2 separate regions of the Ovis aries genome follow, and region 2 is linked to region 1. The links are chromatin contacts, called in public Hi-C maps. All regions are on one chromosome and are shown on one strand. Each heading gives the region's core, a stretch centred on a gene start, on an enhancer-like site or on the middle of the called end of the contact. The rest is flanking DNA. Distances are from core to core; before and after follow the strand shown. Region 1 holds the start of HAUS6 (HAUS augmin like complex subunit 6). Region 2 holds the start of RPS6 (ribosomal protein S6).

Region 1 (4,844 bases), core at 1,173-3,672:
TGGTGTGCTACAGTCCATGGGGTCACAAAGAGTTAAACATGACTGAGTGACTGGACTGAAGTGAACTGATGTGTGCGCGTGTGTGTGTGAATCAACTAAGTGAATCAAATTTTTTTTTTAAAGCAAATTTGATGCCATATTCATGCTTAAAGAATTTTAACGGGGATGTCTGTTTCAAAAGAGTAGATCCCTTCCACTAACCAACTAAGATGACTCTAAAGACATGGTGGGGGAGGTGGGGGGTGGAAATCTATGACAATGTAAAAAAAAAAAAAAAAAGATCACTGAACCAAAACTTGACTGATTTTAGTTAATTTTGAAAGGCAGAAAGCAGACTGCAATTGTACAAACCAGAGCAGAGAAAAAACTAAGATTGCCAAAACAATAGAGATGATACACTGACAACGGGAATCATTCTCAGTGGAGGCCTCAAGATTTAAACTTCTCTGTCATACTTTGGGGCATCAAATCATGTGACATAAATGGAACATTTATTAATACAGAATCATAACTTGATAAATGCTACCCACTGGTTGTCAATTTTTAGGCTAGACAAAGCATTTCTATATATAAATAGTAGTAACTTCTAAACAAATAGTTCCCAAGCAAAACTTATTATAATTACAGCTCTAACCTTTGACAGCAGGTGCTCACTTGTGTCCCACCAACTGGAGCCCTGCCAGCTCTTCTGGCCACGGGATTCTCCAGGCAAGAAGGCTGGAGTGGGTTGCCATTTCCTCCTCCAGGGGATCTTTCCCACCCAGGGTTCCAACCAGCGTATCTTACATTGGCAGGCAGATTCTTTACCACTGAGCCACCAGGGAAGCCCTACACCCATATTACTGATGAGGAAACTAAGGCACAGAGAGGTTAGGAGTCTCTAAATCTTGACACTAAAACAATTTTAATACAGCTGAAAAAGTCAAGAAAAGGGAGAAGGCAAAAGAGGGTAGTAACTAATTTTCGTATAAAGAAAAGGCTACCTTCACTGTGAAATTACTTAGCGGGAAATCAAGAGATACTTTTAAGATTAATACATCAAGAAATAGAGGACTAAGCACATTATTTAAATACTGTCACAAGAAGGATGGAAATAACATAATTACAAATGTCAAGAAGATTGAGAACAGGATCCCAAATTTTCGTTGGCCTTCAGTGGGGAAGATAATACTGTGTAAAGTTGCTAAGACACAGAAATATAAAAAAAGTTTCTTTTTATAATGAGACTGTAACATTTATAGCAGAGTAGGAAGGAGCCTTTACTTTTCACCTTAGTACCACTCTCCACTGGTTTTTTGCTAACTGTGGCATCAGTTCAGTTCAGTCGCTCAGTCGTGTCCGACTCTTTGCGACCCCATGAATCGCAGCACGCCAGGCCTCTCTGTCCATCACCAACTCCTGGAGTTCACTCAAACTCACGTCCATCGAGTCCGTGATGCCATCCAGCCATCTCATCCTCTGTCGTCCCCTTCTCCTCCTGCCCACAATCCCCCCCCTCGCCCCCCGCCCTCGCCCTGCATCAGTCTTTTCCAGTGAGTCAACTCTTCGCATGAGGTGGCCAACGTACTGGAGTTTCAGCTTTAGCATCATTCTGTGGAATGCTTCAGTCTAATAAGCAAAAAGTATAAACTAAAGAGCAACTACTTTAACAGCCCCCCTTGAGTCCTAACGGCGTTTCTATACAATGGAAGGCGGTGGCTCTCCGTTACCAAATCGCCCCCTCCCTTGACTTCACAGACCAACCAGCTTCACGACCAAACCAGGACTAAGCCCCCACCTCCAGTTTCGCCCCAACTGCAGACTCGACTTCCTACAAAGCGCTCCCAGCTAGGTTCCATAACGGACAGTCTCTGCCACCAGGTCAGCTGCCGCTAGGAGCAAAGGCTTTGTAGCCAGCGCCGCACCACGGTAACCGACTACCTAATTATCAACCCGCCGGTCCGCAACAGGGCGGGCTGCACCAACGTAACCAGTCTCAGACACCCCCGCCGCCAGCCCAGTCCTCCTTACACTCCGAAGTGCGTGTGTGACACGGTATTTCCGCAGGCTATGGTCGCCAGACAAGGCTCGAAGCCGAGCGCCTGCAGGTACATCCACAGACGCTCCTTTTCGAAAGAAGTGACCCAGGCCGATCTCATCTTCGCCGTAGGCAGGGCCCGGCAAAGGAAGAAAGCACAGGCTCCAAGGACTGAGAGGGCCCCTCAGGCTTCTTTCCTAAGGGCAGCCTAAGGTGGCGGCGGCCCCTCCACTGCCAACACTTGAACCTCTCTCGTTCGGAGCCATTTCGCCTCAAATGGCCTCAAGTAGCCTGAAATTCTAAAGTCTCAGGAAAATAGAACCTCTAACTGTAGCACCGCACAGCGGCCAGAGCAAAGACACCACAAACCGAGCGTCCCGCGCTTCCGGAAGACGCCGCCCGGCTCGCGGTGGAGGACGGGCTCCCTGGGAGGATTATATCTCCCGCCATGCAATGCGCCCTCCCCTTGGTCTTTTCCGCGCAAGACCGGCGGGGAACAACAAGACCCAGAAGGCTTTGCGGGGCTGGGGAACTTTTTCGCGCTTGCAGGCTTCAGCACGGCATTGTTTGGCTTCGCGCTTCCTGACTTTTTGTCTGATCTCTGTGTTTCCTCTCGCTCGTATATGCCTACTACGTCAGATAAAAACCACAGGCCGTTATTCAGTGTAGTAGAAAAGGCATTCTCAGCTATTCTCAGTATATGTGTAACCCTGAGCATGTCGCCTCATTTCTGAGCGTCGGGGCTATTATTAATAAAATCTTCAATGCCCTAAAGTGCCCTAACCCTAAAGTTCCTTTCAGCTCCTTACTTTAAGAAATCTGGCTCTCCCCTACGCATATACCTTTCCTCTGCAGCCCTGTCAATTGATGATTGCTTTCTCCTCTACATGCCGTACGTATATCAATACAACCAGACCTGGAAATGGGGTGGGTATCCTACTTATTTCTTATCACCAGTTTAGCCATTATTGCCTCACTAAAACCACCAGCTTATTTGAAATGTATGCGGTCACCCGCAACTCTTCCTTATGGAGGTCAAGTATAAGATCTCCAGGTTGCTGGACCTTGTTCTGAAATTTCGCATTTAATTCTCTGTCTCTCCAACGTTACTCCTGTAATAATTTTTTGATGATTTCATTGTCCATGTATTGACCTTTCCAATGCCCTGGCCTCTCAGTTTCTTGACCTCTTCTCAGCACCCTAGCCCCCCTTCTCTTTGCCAGATTTATCTGGCAGAAAACAAATCACTATTGAATCAGTTCTCTGCCTACTCCATACCTGAAGTTTAGCAGTTTAATGCAATCATGATGCCTGGTGTCATCCAAAATTCATGATAACTGAAGTAGACTTTTAGGCCTGCCCTCTCCACCCTACTATTTTTCCCAAATCTCACTCTCCATACAATTATACATATAGTCTTCCCTCTCTTGATCTTCCAGTATCTTCCTCCTCCTCACTCTCAATGATGAACTTTGTTCTTAGTTGATAGGTGCTTCCCAAAAAGAACCTCCATCAACAATTTACCAGTCTGCCTATATCTATGCCCATATAGTCTTCCTTGTCTCAGGGTGTAGCTACCTAAGACCAAGCCTCTCGCTCATTTGATATGCTGTATTCCTTTTCTCACACTCCAGTATTTGTCCTCTACTCTCTCCTGCATCATCAGTTCTCCCCTCAGTATATAAACATGCTGTTAATATCGTCCATATAGGCCATTACAAATTATTGAATAGAGTTCCCTCTGCTATACAACAGGTTTTTATTACTACCTATTTTATATATAAGGGCTTCCCTTGTGGCTCCAGCAGAAGATGCAGGTTTGATCCATGGGTCCAGAAGATCCCCTGGAGATGGAAATGGCAACCCACTCATTTTCTTGCCTGGGAAATCCCATGGACAGAGGAGCCTTGTGGGCTACAGACTATGAGGTCGCAAAGAGTCGGACACGACTTAGTGACAAACTTTCACTGTCACTTTTCACTAAATTTTATACTTAATAGTGTGTATATTTCAATCCCAATCTCCCAGTTTATTCCTCCCCTCCCTTATCCCCTGGTAACTATGTTTGTTTTCTACATCTGTGAGTCTACTTCTGTTCTGTAAATAAGGTCATTTGTACTTTTTTTTAGATTCCATATATAAGTGATATCATATGGTATTTGTCTGCATCTGACTTACTTGACAATCTCTAGGTCCATCCATGTTGCTGCAAATGGCATTACATTGTTCTTTTTTATGGCTGAGTAATATTCCATTGTATATATGTACTACATCTTCTTTATCCACTCCCCTGTAAATGGACATTTAGGTTGCCTCCATGTTCTGGCTACTGAAAGTTGGGATGTAGGTATCCTTTTGTTTGTTTTTAATAATACAATTTTTTTTTAATTTTGCAAGTCCTTTTATTTTTAATACTTTGGCTGCACCTGGTCTCAGCTGCAGCATGTAAGATCTAGTTCCCTGACCAGGAATAGAACCCAGGCTCTCTGCATTAGGAAGCATGGAGTCCTAGCTACTGAACACCCAGGAAAATCCCTGTTTTCAATAATATAATTGCAGTTTTTTTCATTTCCCCTCCCCTTTTTCTTACAAGTAATCTGTTGAAGAACCAGGGCTACTTGACCTGAATAATTTTCCCTGGTCTGGATTTCACTGATTGCATCCTCATGATACAGTTCAACATGTCCCACTGTCCCTGTCCTCTGTATTCCCTTCAAATTGACACCTGGCTCCAGAGGATTGACCAGACTCATGTATGATGCCTTTGGTAGCACTAGATGATGGTTGGTGTAGGCTTCTTCATCAGAAAGTATGCAATATCTGTTTA
Region 2 (5,494 bases), core at 2,029-4,528, 210 kb after region 1:
TTTTAGTTTGAGACCCCTGTGAGATCAATAAACACTCCATATAAACAGAGTCTAAGACTAAATGATCAACTGTCCAGGTTCTGCTAAATGATAAAAGAATCCCAGGGACGGGGGAGCCCAGTGGGCTGCCGTCTATGGGGTCGCACAGAGTCGGACATGACTGATGTGACTTAGCAGCAGCACTTAATAATGTTATTTCCAGAGATGCGACTACAATTGTGTATTTATACCATATCTTCAGCACTTAATAGAACCTGGCACAGAGAAGGTTTCCAAATATTTGGAATGAGTAACCAATAAGCACTCACCACATGCCAGGTATTAATTAGCTTATTTAGGCCCACACTCCTGGAAACCAATACCCCAGTTTTTTTCCAATTTGTCAGGAAAACTCAACCTGAAACTAGCATGTTATTTATGATGATGTCTTATGTTGACTAACAATATACCTGCTTAAAATGTAAAACACCAAGTTTTCTTGAAAAAACTAAAAACTGAGTTCCCATATGATCCAACAATCTCACTCCAAGGCATATATCGACACGACTGTAATTCAGAAAGATACATGCTCCCCTATGTTCATAGCAGCACTATTCACAATAGCCAAGACAGGAAAACAACCTCAATGTCCACCAACAGATGAATGGATGTCATGCATATATACAGTGGAATACTAAACTACAAAAAATGACAGTGTCATTTGCAGAACATGGATGAACCTAGAGATGATCACACCGAATGAAGCCACAGTTAAGACACATACAATATCACTTAAACATGTGGATTCTAAAATATAACACAAACTTTACAAAACAGACTCACTGACACACAGAACAGACTCGTGGTTGCCAAGGGAGGTTGGGTGTGGAGGGATGGATTTGGAGTTAGGGATTCTCAGATGCAAATTATTACACATGGAATAAAGTCCTACTCATATCATAGCACATGGAATATATTCAATACCCTGAGATAAATCAACAGAAAAGATTTTACATATATCTGAATCACTTTGCTGTACAACAAAATTAACTTAAAACATTTTTATAGTAAGTCAACTGTACTTCAACATAAAAGTTATATGTATGTTCCCTGGTATTTTGAATGGTTTTCTAATTCACAAAACTATCGCTATCCACATTCAGAAGTTAAGGCAACTTATGTTAATAAAGGCATCAATTTTGGTAAACAAAAAACTAAAACCACTGATATGTTAAGAAACCAAGTGTGTGGGCATGAAAGCATATTCAATCACAATCCCAGACTTTTCTCTTAACCCCAAAGCAATGAACTTAACTGATGTTATCTTTGAATGAACTCATACAATGACTCAAAAGCAAATTTTCAAGAAAAATTCTAACACTATAGGGCACTGGTTATAATGAGAATTAATTCCAATTGCATCATCTTGACCCTTTTCCACACTAATTTCCTAAAAATGCATATTCTAGGTAAATAGTAGGCAGAGATTGGCTTCCAACATGCATATAGAATGGTACAACCAATGAAATTAAGAAATCTCTATACTGCATAATCCCTCATACCGTCTTTGTTTAGGGGCTTTCGCACAACATATTGGCGGACATCATCTTCTTTAGAGAGATTGAAAAGTTTGCGGATTCTGCTAGCTCTTTTGGGACCCAGGCGACGAGGCACTGTAGTATCAGTGAGTCCGGGAATATCCTTCTCCCCTAAAAGAAAAAAGTGAACAGATGTTTTTAATTCAACAACTTCCTTACAAACAAGAACCCTAAACTGTTCAGGCATTACCAAAGCCACTTAGTCCACTTTCAAAGACAATCAGCTTTAAGTCAGTGTTGACAAAAATAAACTCCAGAATAAAAGGCTCACCTTTTTTCACGATGACCAAATTGAGAACACTCAGATTGGCATCCACAATGCAACCCCGCACAGATTTGCGCTTTCTCTCTCCAGTCCTCCTTGGTCTGTAACAGGAATGCCCCTTACTCAGAAGCAGGCGAACTCGGCCATGGGTCAAGACACCCTGCTTCATGGGGAAACCCTGCTTGTCGTTCCCGCCACTGATTCGGACCACATAACCCTGCAAAAGAACACGATGACACATTAAAAACAAAGCACTGTGGCCTCTAAGTACACCCTTAATTCTACTTAGTACCGTTCATTAGGACCGATTTGACATTTTAAATACTTTCCTCTGGTCACTAAATTTTGTCTATACTAACAGTTTCCCAAGTTAGACTGGCAAAATCCTTTCAACCAAGTCATATTTCTAGCCTTTATTTTACCAGAGTTGTTAACTCCTGGGGTAGAAAGAGTATGTTATGAAACCAAAGTATCAAGGAACCATAAATCAGAAACAATCTTCTTGGCACTTTTGAAGATCCCTTTGGAGGCCTTTAGCTTGCAGGTCAAGAACGATATATTTTTCATTTGATCTACATAAGCATAACCCTGCCAAGTGATAGCGCCACCTTATAAAGTGACATTTGGAACTAACAACCCGAGTGTGAACCCCATTACATTTACCAATTACCAATAGCGTTTACCACCTCTCTTAAATAGAGCTAACAATTCAACGCGACAGTTCAACTTGTAACAATTCAACTTTTACCTTCCATTCTTCACCCAAGGCGTCAGCAGCAACTTCTGTGGCCATACGCTTCTCGTAGAAGGTACGAAGTTTTCGTTCATCGTCCACTTCAATGAGCTTCTGGCAGCCAGTGGCCGGGAAAGAGATGTTCAGCTAAAAATTACAGACAAGGGGGAAAAGAACTTCATGAAAATCGCAGAACCACTAGAAAAGTTATCCCATAGCAAAAAGCCTTTCCTGTCACCCGCACACAACTAACAGAAAATTTGATTACATTCACTAAAGGACACGTGCAAGGCGCCACAAACACGGCACTAAAAATAGGACCCATCTTGCAAGGCTTGCGGAATGCCGCCACGGATAATTACTGTCCATAGCCGTTCACGCTCTCAGATCAAGGAGCCTGACCTACGTGCCGTCAGCCCGGCCGCCTCTATCCTGCCTGGGGGTCAAGACGCCACCATGGCGCTCCCAGACCGGCGTAGCTCCAGCTGCAATCGCTCGCCATCCGCTCTCCCATGGAGCTTCGGCCCCAGAAGAGCGATCCTTCTGCTGCCTCAGACCCTTCTCCATCCAGGGCCAGGATTTTCGAGCCCAGCGACAAATCATAGGACTTGCTCCACGTTCCACAAGCCTACCCGGACACCCGTCACCAAGTCCTACCTTCATTCTGAAGCGGCCGACAGCCTCCGAGGCGCCACGAAAAAGAGACCCAACTTCCGCTTAGCCCAGGTCACATAGGCTCTTCCAGTTCTCGCGAGATGTGCAGACGCCTGGTATAGTGGAAGTGAGTATTGGTAGGCAGTACTTCCGGGGTGGGGCTAATCAGCGGTTGGGAGATAAGAGTCGGTGGGCGGTGCGTACGAGAAGGCACAGGTTTAGTACGGAAGATTAGTTCTTCTACTGTGTTCTTTCCTGTATGATTCTGGGTTAGGGAGCAGTTCTGGTCCCGAAGTTTTGCAGTTTAGGAGCGTGCCCTGCCCTGGTTCCGGTCTTGAAAACTTGTGCTTTGTGTTTTCTTAAATACTTGATCATCCACTTGTCCTTTAACCGCTTTGCAGTCATCGTTCTGTCACGTGCATGAGTGCTAAGTCCCTTGGGTCGTGTCCGACTCTTGCGACCCCATGGAATGAAGCCCTCCAGGCTCCTCTGTCCATGTGATTCTCCAGGCAAGAATACTGGAGTGGGTTGCCATGCCCTCTTCCAGATGATCTTCCCGACCCAGGGACGGAACCCGCGTTCCTTCTGTCTCCTGCATTGGCAGGCGAGTTCTTTACCACTAGCGCCACCTGCAGTTCTATCACAGAATGATGCATTCAGCCAGCCTTTCTTTTTTTTATAATAGTATATTTTTATTTTTTTATTTTTAAATTTTAAAATCTTTAACTCTTACATGCGTTCCCAAACATGACCCCCCCACCCACCTCCCTCCCCACAACATCTCTCTGGGTCATCCCCATGCACCAGCCCCAAGCATGCTGCACCCTACGTCAGACATGGACTGTCAGCCAGCCTTTCTTGAAAGCCAGTTAACCATAGTTACTCCAAGTCCTGGTGCCTCCCAAAGAGCCTCTCTGCTTTCTGCCTTTTCTCTGCGATCTTTTTAAAATGCAAAGTTCTGTCAACTCCATTGTTGGAGATGCGCAATTTATTTCCCACTATAATTAAATACTTTCCAAACTTCTTAACCTACTTTCATATATTTTTCACAGTCCAAAGCTCAACTATTGCCATTTGTTAATACCATGCAAGGCTTTCAGCTTACATGTCCTTCCTAAGAGAAGCCTTGCCTGACCACACAACCAGAAATTGTATTCCTCTCCTCTAGTGTAGCACTATTTTCCTTTATAGTACTGTTTAATCACAATACATAAATGGTCTGCTTATGGTCTGTCTGCATACTAGATGGTAAATTAGGCTAGGTCTCATAACTTCACTACGGTATACTCAGGAAGCAGTAAAATGCATGGCACTTAATAAGTAAGGCTTAGTAATATTATGTGATCATAACCCTAGTTTTGATATGTATTAGTCTTTCAGAGTGTGGTAGTATGGAGCCAGCTAGCAGAGGAAGAATGAGTTGAGTGTATTGCAGTAAATCTTGAATCAGCAATGATTCAGCTCTTAATAGAACAGAAAGATGTGGGGAAAATACGGTGCACTTGATAGTCCTCCAGAACATTGTTGGGAGAATGAAAATCCAGATCTAACTTTGAAACCCACCGTACCCTGAAGAATGGAACACTTACTATCCATTACATATTTACTCCATATTTTTTCCTCAAGAAAAAAAACCCTGCGTTTAAAATAAATTTTTACTTTCCAAAATTATCACATCCATCTTCTGCTTCAGTATCACAAAGGTTTGAGTTTAGGCCTGCTTCACATTCAAAGTTGAAAGATTCTGCTAAATCCTATTTGTGTGGTAAGTCTCTTCACTTGTGTTCGACTCTTTGCGGCCTTGTGGACTGTAGCCCACCAGGCTCCTCTGTCCATGGGGTTCTCCAGGCAGAAATACTGGAGTGGATTATCATGCCCTCCTCCAGGAGATCTTCCTGACCCAGGGATCAAACCCACGACTCTTATATCTCTTTCATTGGCAGTTAGGTTCTTTACCACTAGCGCCGCCTAGGAGGCCCAAATCCTGTTTGGTCATCTGACATTAATGTAGAAAGTGTGTCCAAATGATGCATTTAAATTCAGTATATGTAATTTTTGTTGCTAAGGTGAAATTGACATAGCATAAAACCATTTGTTTTTATGTGAACAATTCAGTGGCACTTGGCACTCATGGTTTTGTACAGTCAGCACTTCTCTCGGTGCCAAGACAGTTTCATCACCCCAAAAGGAAACCTTGTATCCATTAAGCAATTGCTCCTCATTCCCCTCTTCCACCAGCCCCTGGTAGCCACAATCTGTGCACTG

What was found. Hi-C and Micro-C count contacts between places; a contact is called where the count stands out from the background.
Region 2: a contact with region 1 is called in a Hi-C map of mixed tissues, with 6 times the contacts expected there. The contact joins the promoter of RPS6 here to the promoter of HAUS6 in region 1. A contact is called at or near these places in 5 of 16 Hi-C or Micro-C datasets (blood, mixed tissues, omental adipose tissue and 1 more).

Annotation. Positions count from the first base shown.
Region 1 is chr2:87,684,834-87,689,677 of ARS-UI_Ramb_v3.0, forward strand. It overlaps HAUS6 (HAUS augmin like complex subunit 6), which reads right to left and starts at 2,423. Exons shown (of 17, transcript XM_012126676.5): 1 at 2,011-2,423. The coding sequence starts at 2,138.
Region 2 is chr2:87,897,058-87,902,551 of ARS-UI_Ramb_v3.0, forward strand. RPS6 (ribosomal protein S6) reads right to left here and starts at 3,279. Exons shown (of 6, transcript XM_004004394.6): 1 at 3,233-3,279; 2 at 2,591-2,722; 3 at 1,849-2,059; 4 at 1,542-1,688. The coding sequence starts at 3,238.